Regions from separate parts of the Mus musculus genome. Here all the other regions are linked to region 3. A link is a contact called in public Hi-C and HiChIP or PLAC-seq data. All regions are on one chromosome and are shown on one strand. Each heading gives the region's core, a stretch centred on a gene start, on an enhancer-like site or on the middle of the called end of the contact. The rest is flanking DNA. Distances are from core to core; before and after follow the strand shown. Region 1 overlaps Cmip (c-Maf inducing protein). Region 2 overlaps Pkd1l2 (polycystic kidney disease 1 like 2). Region 3 has its middle 32 kb from the start of Cmip.

Evidence for each region. Hi-C and Micro-C count contacts between places; a contact is called where the count stands out from the background. HiChIP or PLAC-seq counts read pairs in DNA pulled down with a chosen protein or histone mark.
Region 1: a contact with region 3 is called in an H3K27ac HiChIP or PLAC-seq map of hepatocytes, with 6 times the contacts expected there. The contact joins two enhancer-like sites. A contact is called at or near these places in 5 of 484 Hi-C or Micro-C datasets (bone marrow-derived macrophages, cerebral cortex, colorectal tumor organoids and 2 more), 11 of 115 datasets of contacts at active chromatin or transcription factors (embryonic basal ganglia, embryonic forebrain, embryonic hindbrain and 6 more) and 3 of 9 other capture datasets (adipose tissue, liver and pancreatic islet).
Region 2: a Hi-C map of the N1E-115 cell line shows a contact between it and region 3, with 6 times the contacts expected there. The contact joins two enhancer-like sites. A contact is called at or near these places in 5 of 39 promoter capture datasets (the 3T3-L1 cell line, 3T3-L1-derived adipocytes, the SN4741 cell line and 2 more), 1 of 15 datasets of contacts at CTCF or cohesin (the NIH/3T3 cell line), 6 of 484 Hi-C or Micro-C datasets (the 3T3-L1 cell line, the HL-1 cell line, the HPC-7 cell line and 3 more) and 3 of 115 datasets of contacts at active chromatin or transcription factors (effector CD8 T cells, embryonic stem cells and memory CD8 T cells).

Annotation. Positions count from the first base shown.
Region 1 is chr8:117,436,536-117,439,701 of GRCm38.p6, forward strand. Cmip (c-Maf inducing protein) reads left to right here. Exons shown (of 21, transcript NM_001163262.1): 10 at 31-384. Among named protein-coding and RNA genes, the nearest start is that of Gm39260, 15 kb to the left of the region's middle. Within about 2 kb of position 1,311, at least 23 of the 459 cell types and tissues checked have an H3K27ac peak or open chromatin away from gene starts, as enhancers often do. A contact at or near this core is called in hepatocytes and liver, where this site is marked.
Region 2 is chr8:117,065,680-117,068,648 of GRCm38.p6, forward strand. It overlaps Pkd1l2 (polycystic kidney disease 1 like 2), which reads right to left. Exons shown (of 43, transcript NM_029686.4): 6 at 2,405-2,634; 7 at 1-237. Among named protein-coding and RNA genes, the nearest start is that of Pkd1l2, 15 kb to the right of the region's middle. Within about 2 kb of position 1,457, at least 24 of the 459 cell types and tissues checked have an H3K27ac peak or open chromatin away from gene starts, as enhancers often do. A contact at or near this core is called in the HPC-7 cell line and the N1E-115 cell line, where this site is marked.
Region 3 is chr8:117,223,440-117,226,377 of GRCm38.p6, forward strand. No RefSeq gene overlaps it. Among named protein-coding and RNA genes, the nearest start is that of Cmip, 32 kb to the right of the region's middle. Within about 2 kb of position 1,377, at least 169 of the 459 cell types and tissues checked have an H3K27ac peak or open chromatin away from gene starts, as enhancers often do. A contact at or near this core is called in the HPC-7 cell line, the N1E-115 cell line, hepatocytes and 1 more, where this site is marked.

The DNA of each region.
Region 1 (3,166 bases), core at 61-2,560, 210 kb after region 3:
CACTTGGCCATTTCTCTTCTCCTCGTCCAGTCGCGACAACTCCCCCAGCCTGAAAGAGATCCGAAACGGCTGCCAGCAGCCATGCGACCGAAAGCCCACCTTACCTCTGCGTCTGCTGCACCCCAGCCCGGACCTGGTGTCTCAGGAAGCCACATTGTCTGAGCCACGGCTGAAGTCGGTGGTTGTGGCCTCCAGCGAGGTCCACGTGGAGGTGGAGCGCACCAGCACTGCCAAGCCGGCGCTGACCGCCAGCACGGGCAACGACAGCGAGCCCAACCTTATTGACTGTCTGATGGTCAGCCCAGCCTGTGGGACCATGAGCATCGAGCTGGGCCCCCAGGCCGGCCGCACGCTCGGTTGCCACGTGGAGATCCTCAAGCTGCTGTGAGTACCCTGGAACTCACTGTGGGGAGGGCGGGGTTTGGGAGGCTGGTCCTGCTGCCAGCCGGTGTTCTGTAAGGGGCTTATGCGCATGCTCCTGAGTCCTATGGGGTAGGTATATGCGCATGCTCCAATTAGACCAAACTGTGCGGAGGCAGGTGTGTCCCCATACTAGGGAAGCTAAGGCAAGAGGATGACTACAAGTTAAAGGACAACCTGGGTCTTATATAGTAGGTACTAGGTCAGCATGAGCTACTGAATGGACGCTCTCAAAAAAAAACCAAAAAGCACGTGTATCTGGGAGTTTGGGTCAGGGTTCTCCAGCATCCTGTAACATCACCAGCCGTTTAGCTAATGTCCTCAGTCGTGGGTACACGGCAACCTGAGTTAGGGTTCAGAGGGTGGCGGTGTCTCCAGCCACTTGACTCGTAAACCAGAACAGGGGGGTGGGACATGTTGGGGTCCTCCGTGTTCCCAGATAAGGACCATGGTGTCTAAAGTCGGATGTGTATACATGTTACACATGGTGACACACAGAACTGGGTACGTGTCCCCCAGGTGGCACTAACTGATCTGTGACGGTACTCCCTCCTGTAGTTGAGGGAGACAGTGGAGGCAGCAATCATCTATCTGTGCTTCCTGTTGCCCTTGAGGGGAGTAGGGGACCGGCAGAAAATCAGTGCCAGACTCTTGTGGCCCTCAGCTGAGGCCAAGGGAGGGTATAACTCAATCTACAGATCCTACAGCCAAAGGGAGAAAAATTCCAGAATCCTTTCCAAGCATCTGAGAACTGAGCTCGGATCTGGGCTTCCATAAGGCAGGGAGGAGTCTCGTTTCTTTCCTGGCCAAACCCACAGCACTCCAAGCCTCCCCGGGCTCTTGGCTGTGGACTCTGGTAAGCTACATTTCCTGGTAGCAGCCGTCCAGGCCAGAGCCTTGGGCTGTTTCCCAGGGGCCACAGCACAGGCCTCTTGCCATCTGGGTTCTTTGCAGGCCTGAGAGACATCACACCACTGACAGAAGTTAACTCCCTTACAGACATTCATGATTGAGTACTCCTTCCTGCTTGGCCAGACCTCCTGCGTGCTGCAGCTCCCAGGGTCAGTGGTCAAGAGGCCATGTCCAGGTTAAGAATAGTCTGATGAAGCCAGGCAGTGGTGGTGCACGCCTTTAATCCCAGCACTTGGGAGGCAGAGGCAGGTGGATTTCTGAGTTCGAGGCCAGCCTGGTCTATAGAGTGAGTTCCAGGTCAGCCAGTCTTCAAACAAACAAACAAACAAACAACAACAAACAAAACCAGTCTGATGAGCCAGGAAGAGTCCCACCAAGCTCGCTATTAGGTGTCTAGTCTCTAGGCTCTCAGACTCGCTAGATCTCAACAACCCCCTGCAGCTTAGAGGGCTCCTGTGTGTTTTGCATCAGGAAAGCAGGTTTAGGTGTGGTGGATCTGGGTGTATGGCCCTCAGGTGTCACTAACTAGTCTGTGACATGAACTGGTCATGTGGCCTCTCTGAGTTCAACCTAGCTCCAGCCCAGAGCAGACACTTCCACACACAGATGGACACCCAGTGTGTGGGAGGCACCAGTCACAGGGTAGTGTTTCCTGTCCTAAGATAAGAGTCAGGGTAAGGTACATTGCTAACTTCTTGACAACTTAGGGAAAGAACACTGTGGCATTCAACAGGCACAAGGTTGCCGAGAAATGGGTGTCTAACAGACAAGGCTTTATCTGTTGAGTAACATGAGACAGTGCTCTGTCTCCTCTAGGCCTCGGCTGCCTTGTCTTGTACCCCTCTGTGGAGGGCTGCTGTGAGATTTCTGTAATGGGATGATTTTTCCCCCTTGTACTTTGGTTCTTGGTGAGAGTAAACTGTAGCGTAAAGTACAATCCAGATGAGAGCTAAGAAAGAGAAGATGGAGCCAGGAGTGGAGATGCAGACCTTTAGTCCCAGTATTCGGGAAGCAGGGGCAGGCTGGTCTATGAGTTCAAGACCAGCTTGGTCTACGTAGTGAGTTCCAGGACAGCCAGGGTTATCTACAGTCTTGTCTCAAGAAAACCAATAAAAGGAAAAAGGAGAGAAGATGATAAGCTGTGGAACGGAGGCATCGCTTCACAGGACCTTGTGAGGGTGAAGAAAACCCCAGTCAGAACTCTGGGTGCCACTGGCTGCAGGGAGGATGTTCGTGTGGCCAGCCAGTCAGTGTGTTGTTCTTATCAGTTACAAGTTCCCCAAGGCAGGCTTTTACATCGCTGGAATGTGACACCTCTAAAATGTCAACACAAGCCTGAAGACCCTTGAGAAGGGATGTATTCCAAAGACACATCAGAATTGATCTACTTTGGGTTGGCTGGGAGTAGGCCAAGTTGGCCAAGACCAGCTTGGGATCTGCAGTATGGAGATCCTGGGTTTTTTTCAGGGTCCTCGTCCGTCCATCCGTCCATCCATCCACCATCTAGCCAGCCATCCATTCATCCAGCCATCCACCCGTCTGTCTATCCATCCACATATTCACCCATGCACATATTCTCCTTTTTATTATTAAATTTTTATTTCATGTGCGTTGGTGTTTTGCCTGCATGTATGTCTGTCTGAGGGTGTTGGAGCCCCTGGAACGGGAGTTACAGACAGTAGTGAGCTGCCATGTGGGTGCTGGAATTGAACCTGGGTCCTCTGGAAGAGCAGCCAGTGCTTTTAACCACTGAGCCATCTCTCCAGCCCCATTCACCCCATTTAAGCATAGTTTCTATACATCTAGCCCATTCACCTTTTCTTCAAGCATTTTC
Region 2 (2,969 bases), core at 207-2,706, 160 kb before region 3:
AGGCCCGCAGCCCCGACAGCGGCTCTACAAAGTACACAGTGAAGTTTCCAGAGGGGGCGGAGGCAGTGCCGGTGCCTTCATTGCTGACAGCTTGGATCTTTAGGTGGTGCCTCCCAGGGCCCAGCATCTCCTGGATGTCTCTGTCCAAGGTCAGATTGTAAAGCTGCGAGCCCCTCTGGGCGGTGAACTCAGCCAGAGTTCTGTTATGCGAAAGCACAGCATAAGTCGCCCCGGCTCCTAGCGAGAGTAAGGGAAATTTAGAAAAGCTATTATCAACGGTGCAGCTAGCATTCTAAGATAGTTCAGGCTGAGTTCTAATGTCAAATTCAGCAGTAGACATAGATATGGGTCCAAAGAAATACATGAGGATAAACCACTGTGCTAAATGCTAACTGTAACTAATTTTTAACTATTTTTGAGATCGGTTTAGTAAGTGATTTTTTTTTAAACTTTCTGGATCCTCTCTGATCATTTTTTAAATTGTTTGTTTGTTTGTTTGTTTGTTTGTTTTTGAGATAGGGTCTAAAGTAGCCCAGGCTGTCCTTGACTTCATTCACTATGTAGCAGAGGCTGGCCTTGAACTTTTAATTTTCCTCTCTGAACCTCTCAAGAATCAGTATTACAGGCCAGCACCACTGTGTTCAGTCTGGAGACCAAACCCAGGGTTTCTTGAACGGCAAGTACTCTTCCAACAGCTGCAGCTGCAGCCCCGTTGTTATTTGTTTATGCCCTTGAAACCAGAAGTTTGTAGCAAATGCTTAGAACATCCTGATGATAGGGACACCCCCCCTTCAGTAAGAAACTGAAAAAGAGGCATGGGGGGGGGTGCACAAGAGTTGTGAAGCAGGAAAGCAGGAGAATGAACTTCAAGAGTTGTTTTCAGCCAAAATAGGTGAAGGTGTTTCCTCCAACATCCACTGATGACCTAGGACAGGCAAATCTCTATAAAACTCAGCCTGTTCCCCACAAAGTGGCGCCTCCCTTGCAGGCTGCAGATTGCCGTCCTAGCTGGATGCCAAATATTATAGTGGGTTGAAAATATGTGTGTGTAACCAGATGATATTCTTCCCAGTAGAAGCCATGCCAAATACATTTCTTGTTTGGATAAAGGGGGAAAAATAGGGGGAGGAAGAGGAGGAGGAGAAGAGGACATACTGGTGGTGGTGGTGGTGGTGATGATGATGAAGATAGTGGTGTTGATGATGGTGATGATAATCATTTGGTGATAATGGTGACAGCCCAAAGCCCTACAGGAGCAGGGCCCTTTGCTTTCATGTGTATCCCCACCTTCCCCACGCCTGGCAGAGCTGACACACAATTACATTTGTAGGAAGACTAAATAAATCAACAAAAGATTTTTTTTACTTTACCCCGGGTGCACATACCAGCCCCTGTTAGGCAGCAGGCACACAGGAACAGGAAGGAAGCTCACGAGTGCCGTGTCAGAGCCCCATCACATCCCCATTAAGACGACCGAGTGAAAGATGTCATACTGAGTCAGATCCTTCCTCATTTGATGATTACCACCATCATCATCACCATCATCACCACCATCACCATCATCATTACGCCATCACCACCAACATCCCCCACACCACCATCACCATCACCCTAGCTCTGCACTGCATAATTTATGTCAAAAGGTCTCCATTAAGCACTCTAACTGGACTATGCTTTGTGGGGAAAGATTGCTGTGGATAAGGCAGGGGTGTCTCTGTGGGCAAAAACGGTGCTACTTAAAATATCGATGGGAACAATCCAAGCCCTGGGATGGATGTGCCAAGGAGTAATGGATCGGTGGGCACAGTTAGAGTGATCTCTGTAATAAATTAGAGCGGAAGCTGTAACCAATCAGCGTAGAAGCCTTGGCTAATCAAGGTAGATGCAGGAACCAATCAGAATGGCCTCTGGCTTAAGTGGAAGACACTGTGTCCAATCAGAGTGTACCCTCGCCAGAACTGTGGATAGGCTTGTATCCATGTGTGAACCGCTGATTGTCAGGTTTCATGGCTACAGGATGGCGCCACGCAAGTGGTCAGCCCCTCCCAGTCCCACCCCTTCCTATTGAAACCCACCCCTCCACCCCCCACCCCCCACCCCCCCCGCCGCCCAGAGAAGTGGTATGGAGAGCCGGTGTTTCAGATATAGATTGTGGACTTGCAGAAAGAGCCTTGGGAAGGTGAGGGTTCTCGCCGGCTCACTAACCTAGCTTGGGGTGGATTAACGTGGAGTCTATCCTGAGTGTGCCATCACAGGTCAAGCACTTAGAGCCCTGAAGATGCCACGGGTGTTTAAAAAAATGAACACAAGGTAGCTAAGACGCTAAAGCCTCAGGTTAGCTGGATAGATTTGGGAGAGGCAAATCCCACCACGTGCCTCCACCTGCTCCATCCTGCAGACTCACCTCCATCCAGATCCACCTGAACCCACAGGGGTTCCCCAAAGACAGCCTGACAGAGAAGGCCGACTCCAGCTCCAGCCAGGCCAGTGCACCCAGTGATACGAGGCGTCTCCACCTTCTCGCAAAGGATCACTTGCTTCTGAGCAGTCACGTGCCACTCACTGGTCGTACACTCAGCAAACACTGTGAACTCCCCAGGAGAGCTGAACTGGTGGGTCACGTTGCTGGACACACTGTGGGAGGGAGAGCGGGGGTTCAACAATCATACATGAGTTCACAACTCTCGTGCTCTGCAAAGGCAAGATGGCAGGGGCGGGGGCGGGACCGCATGTAGCACAGTGGGGAGCGGTCTTGTCTAGCATGGATGCTGTTTGGAATTTGATCTCCAGCCCTCCGTTAACTGGGTGCGACGACGCCTATCTGTGGTCCCAGCACCCGGCAGGAGGAGGCAGAAGATTAGAAGTTCAAGATCATCCTCTGCTACATAGTGATTCAGAGGCTAGTCTGGACTGTCTCAGTCAGTCAGTCAGTCAGTCAGTAAATAAATAAATACATAAAAGTTTGACAA
Region 3 (2,938 bases), core at 127-2,626:
CCAACCCCACTCACTCCAGCCCAAAGATTTATTATTATAATTAAGTACACTGCAGCTGTCTTCAGACACACCAGAAGAGTGCATCAGATCTCATTGCGGGCGGTTGTGATCCACCATGTAGTTGCTGGAATTTGAACTCAGGACCTTCAGAAGAGCAATCAGTGCTCTTACCCACTAAGCCATCTCGCCAGCCCCTCCACCTGTTTTCAAGGCAAACACATTAGTAATGGAGCCATCTTCTGAGCTGCATCTGGCCTTCCTGAGCACACGGGCAGACTCCCTCAGTCTCCTTCCATCCCATGCATCACCTGGTTCATTCCAGGAAACATGGGGGACGTCACCTATGCAAGTGCATCCCATGGGGCTTTTGGGAACTTGGAGTAGGTGTATCAGACCCTCTGCCTTATGCACCAGCCCTTTATTGGAGCCTATCACACTAAGTACAACCAGTCTGGGGTGTCCCTGGCAAGTGGAGAAGGCCGCTCTGCACCAGAGCCCACACAGGACTTTTTCTCTGTTTCCACAGGGCCCCTGAGCACTAGGCAGGGCCTGAGTAGTCAGGGCTCAGTAGAGGGCCCACTCAGGAAAATAGACAGACCAACAGCCTCCAAGTGTAATGTGCTCAGGCTAAAAGCTCCAAGGACTTGTGGTTACTGCTGTCCTTCAAAATCCCCTGACATCTGTAATGGCAACTGTGGGCTCAGGACACAAGACTTTGTCTCCGGCTGGGGGCTGGCCTCAGTTTTCTTATCTGAATAATGGGCTTGATGATAATCCAGTCCCCGGGATACATTGTAACTCTCACTGAGAGACAGCTGTTGGGTGGGTGTTATTCTGTCCATGTAAACAAGATCAAAAGAAGAACCCTTGAGAGCTCTTAGTTTTTATTTGGTTTGAGGCTGAGTCTCACATAGCCCAGGTTGATTTCAAACTTACTAAGTAGTGGCCTTGACCTTGAAATTATGTTTCTTCTGCACCCACCATCTCAGTGTTGGGCCTCTAGGTGTATGTGCCCACTATAGTCCAGGCAGAGCTGTGGATGGAAACTTTCGCATGCAAGGTGAGCCCTCTACCAACTAAGCTACATTCTCAGATCAAGAACAGTACTTTTCCCCAAAAATACTTTTAATATTATGGGGATTTTGTGGGCTAGGGTGAATCCTTCACATCTTCTCTCCATGACCAGTTTCCTTGTCTTTGTTATCATAGGGCTACAAACTTCCAAATACTTTCTCATTCCTGGTTTAGTCTTCTGGCATCCAAGTGCAGTGGTAGAAATGGCCAGCAGAGGGCGTCGAAACCCACGAGGATTCAGCCTCTAGGCTCTCGGAGTGGTAGCCTGGAACCCGGAAGCAGGAAGAGAGCTCTAGCTGCCTGTCACCTGTGCCCTCCTAGCCAAGTTCAGTACAGAACCCTAGTACCCTGGGGACTTTGTTGCTGACGCAGAGGCAGAATTGGAAGTCCCTGCACCTTTCCCGATCCTGACCCAAAGTGGTCCCCGACTTCTGGAGATCTGATTGGCTCATACCCTGCCTCAGGGTAGCCATGACCACTGTGAAGGAAAATTGCTGGGAGGGAACTGCGTCTATAAATATTGATTGATCGATAAGGACTTCTGTGATGGGAGAGGTTGGAATGTTGCAGGTCCAGAGCCAGATTATCTTGGACCATCTTTAGCCAGTCGTAGCCATTTTTTTGCCCTCCTCTGTGTGTGACCTAACATCCTTCTGGTTATTAGTTAAGTTGTTTGGAATGCATAGAGACCCCCTCGCTCCTGACAACCCCAAAGCTAAGGATGTGGTCAGATAATATCTGGTGCCTCTTATAGACATGTCTCTGCGTTGCTGGGACCCACTTAACCTGGTGTCTCCACCAAAGTATTTAAAACACATTTATCTATGATTCTCCTAGTCCAGTTCCTATTAATAGTTTCATAAAACAGTTACTACACTGGAAAATGGAACTTGGGTACCTTGAATCTGCAGTGCATGGTCACTTAAATTTTTTTTCCCCCAGAAACAGTCTTTCATTCCTTTTAAAGTGAAAGCTGAATTTTTTGCATCAACACTACACAGTAGATGTTCTTTAAAAATTTTTTTTTAGATTTATGTATTTAATTTTATTTTTATTTTTTATTAGATATTTTCTCAATTTACATATCAAATGTTATCCCCTTTCCTGGTTTCCCCTCCTAAAACCCCCTATCCCCTCCCCCTGCTCACCAACCCACCCACTCCTGCTTCCTGGCCCAGGCATTCCCCTACACTGGGGCATAGAACCTTCACAGGACCAAGGGCCTCTCCTCCCATTGATGACTGACTAGGCATCCTTTGCTACATATGCAGCTGAAGCCATGAGTCCCACCATGTGTGCTCTTTGGTTGGTGGTTTAGTCCCTGGGAGTTCTGGGGGAACTGGTTAGTTCATATTGTTGTTCCTCCAGATTTATTTATTTATTTTATTTTAAGTATATGAACCTCTGGCTGGAGAGATGGCTCAGTCGTTACGAGCACTGGTTGCTCTTTCCAAATGTCTTTAGTTCAATTCCCAGCAACCACATTCTGGCTTACAACCATCTATAATGGGTCCCTGAGAGGACTACACACCTAAGTGTATATATGTGCACTGCATGGCACTGCACGTGTGAGTTGTACCTGTGGATCCCCTGGAACTGACGTCATCGATGGTTACAAGAGGAATAGACACAGGTCCTCTGTAAGAGCAAGTGCTCTTAATCATGATGTCCCACCTCCCTCCCCACCTCCGCCTCAGTGAACATTCTTGGCTGTGTCCAGCCAGTCAGTATCATCTGGTATCATCTGAGGATGACTTGCAACATCCTCAGGTTTGAATCTGAAGTAGAGACAGAGCAGTAAGACCCGAGAGTCCTGGTGTTATAAGAAGTCCAGACCCAGTGCAGTGGGACGAGGTACGACCTC